4 separate regions of the Gossypium hirsutum genome follow, and all the other regions are linked to region 4. A link is a contact called in public Hi-C data. All regions are on one chromosome and are shown on one strand. Each heading gives the region's core, a stretch centred on a gene start, on an enhancer-like site or on the middle of the called end of the contact. The rest is flanking DNA. Distances are from core to core; before and after follow the strand shown. Region 1 holds the start of LOC107960314 (SEC12-like protein 1). Region 2 holds the start of LOC107918144 (40S ribosomal protein S15a-1). Region 3 holds the start of LOC107960317 (phosphatidylinositol-3-phosphatase myotubularin-1). Region 4 holds the start of LOC107918167.

What was found. A called contact is a pair of places that touch in the nucleus more often than the background predicts.
Region 1: a contact with region 4 is called in a Hi-C map of leaf, with 2.5 times the contacts expected there. The contact joins the promoter of LOC107960314 here to the promoter of LOC107918167 in region 4. A contact is called at or near these places in 2 of 34 Hi-C or Micro-C datasets (both in leaf).
Region 2: a Hi-C map of leaf shows a contact between it and region 4, with 2.7 times the contacts expected there. The contact joins the promoter of LOC107918144 here to the promoter of LOC107918167 in region 4. A contact is called at or near these places in 7 of 34 Hi-C or Micro-C datasets (callus and leaf).
Region 3: a contact with region 4 is called in a Hi-C map of leaf, with 4 times the contacts expected there. The contact joins the promoter of LOC107960317 here to the promoter of LOC107918167 in region 4. A contact is called at or near these places in 9 of 34 Hi-C or Micro-C datasets (anther, callus, cotyledon and 2 more).

Annotation. Positions count from the first base shown.
Region 1 is chrA01:43,677,760-43,680,459 of Gossypium_hirsutum_v2.1, reverse strand. LOC107960314 (SEC12-like protein 1) reads right to left here and starts at 1,371. Exons shown (of 10, transcript XM_016896634.2): 1 at 998-1,371; 2 at 322-422. The coding sequence starts at 1,171.
Region 2 is chrA01:42,861,251-42,863,950 of Gossypium_hirsutum_v2.1, reverse strand. LOC107918144 (40S ribosomal protein S15a-1) reads left to right here and starts at 1,427. Exons shown (of 4, transcript XM_016847675.2): 1 at 1,427-1,709; 2 at 2,481-2,634. The coding sequence starts at 2,502. LOC107918143 reads left to right here. Exons shown (of 5, transcript XM_016847674.2): 5 at 1-72.
Region 3 is chrA01:43,607,088-43,609,787 of Gossypium_hirsutum_v2.1, reverse strand. It overlaps LOC107960317 (phosphatidylinositol-3-phosphatase myotubularin-1), which reads right to left and starts at 1,373. Exons shown (of 19, transcript XM_016896636.2): 1 at 990-1,373; 2 at 834-902; 3 at 507-581. The coding sequence starts at 1,100.
Region 4 is chrA01:43,243,915-43,246,614 of Gossypium_hirsutum_v2.1, reverse strand. LOC107918167 reads right to left here and starts at 1,370. Exons shown (of 2, transcript XM_041111199.1): 1 at 1,155-1,370; 2 at 1-663. The coding sequence starts at 642.

The sequences.
Region 1 (2,700 bases), core at 122-2,621, 430 kb before region 4:
ACTTAAACTAATAAAAACAGAGAGAGATGCAAAGCAGAAGTTCCCCAAAAGGCCAAAACATACAACAAAACCACTAGTCACAGACTTAATCAGCAAATTCTCATACACAACTTGCCCAACCTCAGACATGATTTCAATCTCATAAACAGATTAAACAAAATTTCTTATAACTTCAATAAAACAGCATCCTAATATTCATCAAGAAGCATTTTGTAGTAATATTAATTAATACTTACAAAAATTGACTACTCGCAAGTTTTTGAGCTATGGCAATAAACAAGTAAAAAAACCAGTGAAATAAAAAGAAAAGAAAAAACTTACTTGCAGCCTCCATTAGTGGTAGAGCAAACAAAACAATCTCCACTTGGGTGCACTGCAATGGTTATTGGATCACCATCACTTTCTTCAAGCTCATGCCTAGCCTAATATTACAAATGTAAATATATAAACATCAAGTCCAACTAACTAATATAAAAAAATAAATCAAATAACATAAACCAGACAATGACCCTTATTGTAGTTATACAAAAACAATGCTTCCCTTTTTAGAAAAAATATAAAAGAACTCTAAACTATTCCACTTTTCTCAAGTAAGGGTATAGCTTTATTGTATCAAAATAATTTATCTTCAAGGTATAAAATTAAAAGTCAAGCACTAATTTGGTGCAACAATAAAGTTATTTTAGCCTAGAAAATTATACAACAATGAAGTATGAAAGTAAATTTTCTTCTACAATGAAGAAAACAAGAAAAACCCATGAAACTTGTTTCTTCAACTAAAATAAATTTAATAATAATAATAAATAAATAAATAAATAACCATCTCCCCTTTAAAATTGGAGGGAGAATTGCCACAGTCATCCAAAAAAACCCTGAAAACGACAACCTCGTTTGCTTAAAAGAATAAAAACCCTACTTCCCGAAAGCCAAAAATGGAAACCCCAATTCCATAATTTAAAAAAGAAAAAGCAAACTTTTTTATTTTTTGATAACTTACCAATGGAGATGAAGAGAGAGAAGTGGTGTTGGGATCAAAAGAGAAAATCTCAATAACTGAAGAAGAAGAAGAAGTGGGTCGGGTCATTATCCGGGCCAAGACAACCCAATTGACGTTTTCGGGGCGACGGATCCATGACCCACACGAGACGGACCCACCTGCTTCACCTTCCATTGAAGAAGTAAGAGATGATTGAAATGAAAGATATTTTTAGTTTTAGATATTTAGAATTTTGCTGGGTTTTGGAACGGTTGAAGAAGAAATCTATAAAAAGTAGGAGTCTTTGGGAAAGAAAATATAGTAGGGTGGGAGCAGGACAAAGCGAGAGAGGCACAAGGCTAACAAAGCGTGTCTGGTTGTGGATTTTGGGGGGTGGATCCCACAGAAGGGTATTTTGGAAGCACCGCCTCGCCTGTTTTACCAACATAAACAAAAGTCAACTCCGTTTTGAGATTTTGGTTTTGGATATGCGAATCATCCCATATGATTCTGCCCAATTGGTGAACAATGTTTTCTTTTTTTCTTTTCTTTTTTTAAACAAGGTTGGTTTTCTCTGTTTTTTTATTATTATCAATTTTTAAATATTTATTTATTTAAATTAGAATAATCAATCAAATCAATTAAATCAATAAACATACTTTTTATTAATTTAATAGTTGGTCTGATTTTAGAAAAATATTTTTTTAAACAACTTTTACGGGTTATATTTATTAAATTTAATTATAAAAATAAGGTTTGATATATAATTTGACATTTTTTTTATTGTGGTATATGTATTTCATAAAAAATTTACATTTTGGTATTCAATTTTAGTTTTAAAATTAATTTTATAAAAGTTAATGGCTAATAGTGTTATATTTGAATTTTTATTATTTTGTTAATAGAATAGATTTAGTGTTAATTGTGAATTCATTTAATTTATATTTGTTTTTTTTTGTTAAATGCATTCTAATAGTAGTGATTTTTTTAGAGGGATTTTAGGTTGATTTAATAAAAGTTAATTACTAATATTATTAATAATTATAAATTTTTATCATCTTTAAAATATAAATTAAACACTAAAAAATTAATATAATTACCTTCACATATCGAAATGTATAATTTTTTTATCAAATACAAGTATCACAAAAAGGATTAAAAGACATTAATACCATATTAAATATGATGACAAATTTGAATATTAAATAAAATGTTAAACCTTAAAAAAAAAGTAAAATCTTAGACATCAAATTGAAAATTAGATAAATAATAATTTTCTATTCGACATTTGATAACAAGATTAATTTATAATTTGTTAAACGAAGAAAATAAAATTGACATTATTGAGTAAGTGCAAGTACGAAAATTTTATCGGGTTTGAACAAAGCATGCTCCAATAATGTAAACAGAATATTAAGATGATCACCTATCACATCAATTGACTAAAATGGTAATGAAATAGTACAATTTTCCATTGGTTGTAGTCCAAATGTATTTCCACATCCTCCCTCAATACGATTGTAAGTTTTGGTTGGGTGAGAAAACATTAGAGCAAAATCAAGACTGATAGTTAAAAGTACAAAAAAAAAAGTTTTAAGGGTTTAATTAATTTTTTTTACGGTAAAGTCATCATGACTTTTATTAGAAGTATAATTGAGTGAATTAATTAAATTTATTTTAATCAATTAGTTAAATAATATTTTGGGAATAGAAAATTAATTATT
Region 2 (2,700 bases), core at 178-2,677, 380 kb after region 4:
TATGTATGGATCAGGAGAATGAAATGAGATGTTGGGTAAATGTAAAAATGGGATTTACATGGTTAGGAGTAAGTTAAATGGTGTATCTTTGATGCATTTGTATGGTGTTTTGTAGTTATTGACTCTCTTTCTTTTTGAAGTAAATTTACAAACCATATAGCCCCTTAGTAAATGATGAGTTCATTTTATGAATGTTGCAAGTCAGTCCCTTGATGAAACTTGGAATTTGAAGCCTTCTTTTTCATTGAAAAGTTCATATTTTCAGTTAGTATTAATTTCACTTATTTAATATTGAGTTAGATATGGATTCTTATAATTAGAAGGTATTCACGTCCATAGACCCACACTGTCCAAATAAAGGTTATCACTTTTTTCGGAAGCTTCAACTCGGGTGAATTGAATTTTACAAGTGAGCATCCATTTATCACTAATTCAATCATGACATACTAAAATTTTGCAAGTACACCTTCAAGGGATATAGTTTTAAAAAGTTAATTGGTAATAACTAAAAATTCCTAATTTTTTTTCTCTAAGCCATTTGTTTCTTTTTTCTTCTCATTCACTGTTTATGTTTTCTCTCTTTTTAATTTGCAGATCTATTTTGTGAGTATTTTTGTTGTCTTTTATAAGTTGTGATGATTAGATGACAGTGCTTGTCGTTCGTTAAAACTCCACCGGCCACCAATAGTTTTTCTTGAAAAGTGGGTGGTTTTTCGTCAACTTATCATTTTTTTTTCTTTTTTGAGAATATTTTAGACTAATAAATAATTTCACGTGTCGATTTGGACCTGTGTTGTTTTAAGTTTTATATGTTTTTTTGTTTGTTTTTCCCTTGTTTAATAAGTCTTCAGTTTTTGAAGTTTTTGTCTGCTCCTGTAATACATTTTTTCGTCTTGTTTATACATGTAATCTTAATTTCACAAATGATTTTAGGAATGATTTTGTTGTCGTCCTCTCTAGTTTGGTGAATGCTTGATTATTTTGTTGAATTTTGCTCGTTGCTTTGGACTATCTAGAGTTGATTTCCATATCGTATTAAGTGCTTGTAATCATTTAAGATACGTTGTGCTTGAGTTGTGATAAAGTCATTTATCAACATGTCATAATATTTTATTGATGCTGTGGCTAAAACCTTTGTTGTGTTAATGGAACTTGTCATTCATCATCTACGATGAATATTTGTTATTTATTTTTTTAAATTATATGATTTCATTCATTGAATGAATTTATCTTTAAAAATAAGAGAAAAATATTATATACTAAATCTAGAAAAAAAACCCAAACGTTATAAACCGCAATGATTAAATCTCTTATTAAGATTTCAAAAAATAGGGTTTAAATTCTATGATTATCGTCTTATTTTTTCATTTGTAATTTGTATCAATTTTTTTTTTATAAAAAAGACGACTCAAATTATAATAACTTTAAACATAACCCACAAAGCCGAAGGCGTGATTGACATTTTACTTTGTTTAAATCTGATAAGAGTTGAATCGATGCTTTATTTTAGGCCCAAACAGCTTAACTGGGTGAGGCTTTCGTATAATTTGTTCTGATGATTCCAGAAGGCCCGCATAAAACCCTAAGCCCTAAAAGTCTTACTATGTTGCACCCGCCCCTTTAAAAGGCAAAAACCCTAATTATTTGTCCCTCTTCACTCTCCTCAAGCAACTTTGACGCAGCTGCTATTTCTTTTTTGTGGTTTTCAGGTATGCTAGACGCTCCTCTCTTTTTTCTTTGTCGTTTTGTTTTTTCTATTCACCGTTCGTAGATCTTTATGCACATGCTTTTTATATTGTTAAATTTTTGTTACTGATCTTATATTCCATTTTCAAAAGCAAAACTGAAATGGTTTTCTTTAGGCTTATAGGAAAGTTAAGAAAGAACTCTTAGTGTTTGGTTTTCTTAAATGAGTGCTTTTAACATTTCCCACCCTTCTGCGTGCCTATATGCTAGCTAGCAATAGAAAATCTGGGTTTTGTTTGAAACCGAAGTCGTCATTTTCTACGTTTCGAATTTGAATCACCTTTGTAGATTGTTGAAACCTAATTCTTTAGTTTCTACGTTTCGGATTTGAATCGTCTGTAAAGACTGTTGGACTTTAGTTTCATCATAAAAAAGATTTGGATTTGAGTACTATCTAGAGTGATGCATACTTGTTACTAGAAAAAGTGAATATGGGTGTTGGTTGTAACTGAATTCTTCACTTTCCATGTTTCGAATAGCCTATGTAGATTGTTGGACTATATTTTCATCAGAAAAAAAAATTTTGATTTGAATATGATATAGATGGTTGCTCATTTTTAATAGAAAAAGAAAACCAGGGTTTTGGTTGAAACTGAATTCTTCACTTTCTACATTTCGAATTTGATTTATGCGTGTAGATTGTTGGATCTTAATTTCATCATAAAAAGGATGTAAAATTGAATATTATATAGATGAATGCTTCATTGTTACATATTTCATGTAAAAATCTGCAGCAGCAGCTTGTATTTGGAAGAATGGTGAGGGTGAGCGTTTTGAATGATGCACTCAAGAGCATGTACAATGCAGAGAAGAGGGGCAAACGACAGGTCATGATCCGACCGTCCTCGAAGGTGATCATTAAGTTCCTTTTGGTCATGCAGAAACATGGTAAGTTTCTATATGATCTCTACCTTTTATCCTTCATTCAAGTTGTAATTTACAGTACACGGGTAT
Region 3 (2,700 bases), core at 124-2,623, 360 kb before region 4:
CATAAACAACCATCATGCAGAATAATTTCATAACAAAACAAGACATCTCATAAAGAAATAATTAAGCATATTAGATTGTGAGATCAACGATTTCTGTACCGATACCAATATCAAATCATACAGTAAGCAAAAACCTATAATTTCCGAATTAAGAGTAATTGGGTGAGATCAACCTAAAACAAAAGTTAAAGCATGATAATTAGACATGGATTAAATTGGAGCATTCAACCTATTTACTTAAAAAAAAAAAACCAGAGATTGAACTACATTATTAGATATCAAGTAACTGTGTAAGTTGTTAGGTGCTTAGAATTAGAGCTAATTTTCTATAATCTTACATGTAAATGTAATCTATTTCAAGTTCAAAATATACAAATATATATCCATTCTGCAACCCAGTATCCTTTCACTCACCCAATATGCTAACATGATGCTGTCATATGTTGCCAAAATGCTAGATGGCAACAATTTACCAAATACTAAATTTCATAAGGTAAATGACTCACGAGAAAGAGAAGACGAAAGTTGGTAACAAACAAGGTTCCAGCCTCATCGGTATTAACAAGAACAACACCATGGCCCTGGAAAAAAGAAGTAAATTAAAAATGGCATTACTTATGCTATAAAAATGGCATTACTTACGCTATCCTTTTTATAACAATAAAATTATTTATTTTAAAAAAAATAAATTAAAAATCACTGAATTTCTCGTTTCAGTTGAAATAATAATTTGTGATCTAAATTATTTGTTACAAAATGCCTGCACCAATAATTCAAATTGCGCGCCCACTTAATTCAAGGAATTTAAAACAAAACAAATGATCCTTAATTACCTCATCTAGAACTCGCTCAGCTTCAAGCAAAAACTCGAAATTGGCATGTGAAACCGACCTCGTAACTGGCTGCAATTGAAATCGATCAACTAATCAAGCCTTAAAAAGAAAACCCTACAATTGGAAACATGAATTTTCCAAAAAGAAAAAGAAAACCTCAATTTTGGTCCATTCAAGGGTGTCCCAACTACCAGCACCGTCCAACCTTTCGCAACCGATAGAAATGTCTCTGGCGGAGACCGATCGGGACGGCCTCGATGCAGCCATAGCCGGTGATTATTGAGTTCAATTTTCAGCGCTTTTTTTAAGGGGGAAAAATGAAAATTAAAAAGTAAAGAAGTGATTGAAAGGAATGATATTGGGGAGAGAAAGTAGAGGAAAGAGACGTGCGGCAAAGGGAGGGTTAAGTTTTCGGCTTTTCGGCATCGCCACATAAACAACAAATGCGTGATGGGTTAGTTTGATGATTTCATCATTCAATTTCGATCCAACAAACCATTTATGTAGGACTCAATTTTACATCTAACCTTGTTTTTGCGGGTGACAGAACCGATCATTCCATTCAATTCAATAATTTATTAAAATAAAATATTAAAAAATAATTCAACCTTTAATTCAAATAAAATTTTAATCTAATCTATCAGTTTAACCGAATTTTGAAAATTATGACATTCATATCAACTTATATATTGGTTTTCTTAATTAAATAGTTTTCTTTTTCTAAAAATTAATTACATGATCCATACCTATAAATGTTAACATGCATAATTTATAAATTTATTATTTTACTTTTCTAATTATGAGTTTGGATTTGTAAGTTAATCTGCGGATAGTGTAAAAATAACGGTAATGATAAGATTAAATATTGTAATATAAGATAAAAATAAATTAAATATATTGTACTGTACCGCCTTGCCCATTTAAACCACATTAAATCTTAAAGGAACAAACGATTGACTAAACTATTTATTTATAAAGTTTGGATGATATTAATTCATTTACAATTAGTAAAGTTTTGATCAGTTTTATTATTTGTATTATTCAAATTAGTTAATTTTAATTTTGCACTTTTTAAATTTTGGAATTTTAGTTTTATTAAAGGATTATAGTTAAATTTGTTTGATTAATTATGTTATTTGTCTCATATTATGTGTAAAGTTATAGATTTAGTCAATGCTTTCTAACTAGATTACTCTTAATTCTATTTTTCAAAATTTGAAATTATAATCTTATTGCAAAATAGTAGTTGTTAAATCTATTAACTAGTTTTTGAGTAAATAATATGTGTAAATAGTAAATTAATATGGTATTACACAAGTGGCAATATATCTGCAGTATCAAAATTTGGAAATAGCATAACTTGATTAATTTAATAACTACTATTTAGTTAGAACTAAAATTTTAATTTTTTTAAAGTATAAGAATGAAAAATAAACAAAGTAAAGTACATAGACTAAATTCACAACTTACGCATAATATAGTGACTAATACTTTTCAAATTTTAAAATTTAGTATTTATGTAAATGACAAGTGACAAGTATTAAATCTCTTAATATGTGAAAACAGAAAAGCCAACATAGCATGATGTTAGTAATACGACAAGAATTGAAGTATATAATCTAAATCTATAACTTACTTGTCATACAAAGACTAATAATATAAATTAATATAAAATTTTTAATTGAGTTAACACTGAGACACCATTACATTTAATTGAGAAAGGAGTAAAAATTCATTTAAAAAAATAAATGTATTAAATTATTTATATTTGATGATTTATAATTTTTTAAAATAAAATAGTTTAAACCACAGCCTTAAAAGAAATCTTAAATGGGTGGTTTATTTGATTTTGATGTTAAATTTAAAA
Region 4 (2,700 bases), core at 121-2,620:
TCTTGCTAAAAGACGAATCGTATAATCATAAGTCTTATTCCAAAGAGAGCTCGCCCGTAGGCTCTTAACTTCATGCTGCTTCAACATAACCTTCTTATGAAATTCAAGCCAACTCTCCTGCGCTGAATCACCACTTTTCATCCTTTTTAGTGTTTGCTCGAGATCTGCAAGCAATTCCATCTCTTGATACAAAGTTGCATTCACTGAAATGAAACGTTCCATCTTCTTCACTTTCCTTTCCATCTTCTTCAACGAAAATATCCAGCCGTAAGGGTCGACACCATTATGGATCAACTCAGTGAAGGCAAGTTCAAAACTCTTCAACCCTGGATCATTGCATTTCTTCACAAGCCTAGCCACAGACTTCGCCACGTGGGTAACATTTTCGACCATTTCTGCACATATCAGGCGCCCAATGTATTCTTCATCTTCGGACACTAACTTTTTAATCCCGACAGAATTCGTGATTTCCTCTCTCAACCTAAAAACCTGCTTATCACTCAAACACTGCCATAAATGCACAAGCTTAGACATCAAGCTCGCAACTTCGAATGCTAACACTCCGATCTCAACCTTCTCAGAGATTCCATCTTGCCTCCGCGGAATTTTCCAAAGATTACGAAACCAAGATTCTGTTACCATCTTTTAGTCCCAAAAATGGATCTACAAGAAAAACAATTCAATAACAAAATCTTTTAAAAAACAAGCCAAGAAATTCAGCATTTTGTTTCACAGATTCTTTTCAATTTAAATTCCAAAACCAATTTAAGATCAAGCAATTAAATTAAAAACTAATCAAACTAAATCACCAACCTAGAAATTGATAAATCACAAATTATCTTTTAATGGTTCAATCGCTTGTGATTAACCTAAAAAGTAACACTTTTCAAATCAAAATTGAATTTGTTTTGATAAATTAATAACTCAATTGAACTATGAAATTACCATCAACATAATACCACACAAAGGGTCTTATAAAAGCTAAAATGAAATTCAAAATCAACCATGCTAAACAAAGAACATACCCACAGATTTCAACCACCCAAAACACAGGAAACCCTGATTTCCAAACAGAATAAAACCCCAAACTCAGAAAGAAAATCCAACAAAAAAAGCCAAAAAAATTAAGTAAAAATGTTGAAAAAAGCACTTACCGATCACATGAAGTGGAAAAAACAACACTCAGTTTCAGAAGCTGCGAAAAGGGGGGAAATAAAAGGGAAAAAAAAAGGGCAAAAAATGGGAAATGAAGAGAAATTTAAGAAAAGATGGAGACGCTGTAGCGAGGAAGGTGCAGTGAAGGCTATGGGCAATGTATGCTTTACTTTCAATTGTTTTTTTAATTATTATTTATTTTATATTTTAAAAACAAAAAAAAAAGGGAACAAACCCGAGTGAACATTAAAAGCTTATAATTGTTCGTTTCTTAATAGTCCTTTTACTGTTTTATATTTATTAAAAAGTCCCCACGATTTACACGTTTTCTCACTTTTACTCCATTATATGGTGGAAATTTCGTTAGAGTTAAAAGTACTTTACAGAAAAGCTTTATAACTTGCCAAATTTGACTTTTTTTGTAGCTTTTTGTTTAGTTATTACTTTTACTACTTTCTGTTTTTATTTTTTAAAATTTATTATTTTTTTAGAATATTTGCATTTAATGCATTACTTTTTTTCATGAATTTTTATATAGAAGAATTAAAACTTTAAAATAATATTATTTGATATGGTATGTAAGTTTCTGTTTTCTCTTTAGTCTTTTACCTAAAAAAACTAAAATAAATAATAAAAATAACAATTATAACTTAAAATTAAAATTTAAAGTCTTTTATATTTTTTTATTATACCCTTAAAATTTTTCCAGGTTGAATAATGATATATGATTAATTAAAAAATTGAAAACCTATTTAGTGCAATGAATAGTTTTTCAATTTTTTATTAAAAATGTTTGATTTTAATCTCCTAATTATATACCATAAAATTAAATATACCTTTAATTAAATAAGAATCATATAATTAATTTTAATAAAAATAGTACTCATTTGACTTTTGATTTAATTAAATTATTAAAAGGTTTGATGATAAGGTTTTTGATTTAATTTATTTATTACAAAGTTTCATGATAAGGTTGACAGAGATAAGTGTTTTGTGAATAATTTAGATATGATGAGAATGTGCTTTTTCATTGGAACATTTTTTTATTTATTTCAACTCCTACATTAAAACAAAAAAGAAAATTGATAGGAAATAATTAAAATAATATTTCTTGTTAATTACTTCATTTTTCTTTTATCTAATAAAACTTCTTTATGGTGTCATAATTCTCAAATAAATTTTCATGTACTGTGTAAAATTTTCTTAATCATGATCATGTTATTTCAGATTTTTCTCAAATTTTGATTTTTTTTCCTTTTGTACTGTAATGCTTTTAAGATTTTATAATTAAAAATAGTATTTAATTGTTTTTTTCTTGATTCGGGTCAATCAATATACTTTTACAAATATTATATATTTATTTGAGGAAAATATTAATCATATTTTTTCTTCTTCTATCTAACTAAATTAATAGTTTATACCCTATTGAGTAATATTGTCTCGTATCTCATCAATTGAAGCATCCATGTATTTATACTATCACAACTTGCAACTTGACCCCATTGTTTTGTCTCAACTCCATCATTCCTAAGATGGCCTGTTGGA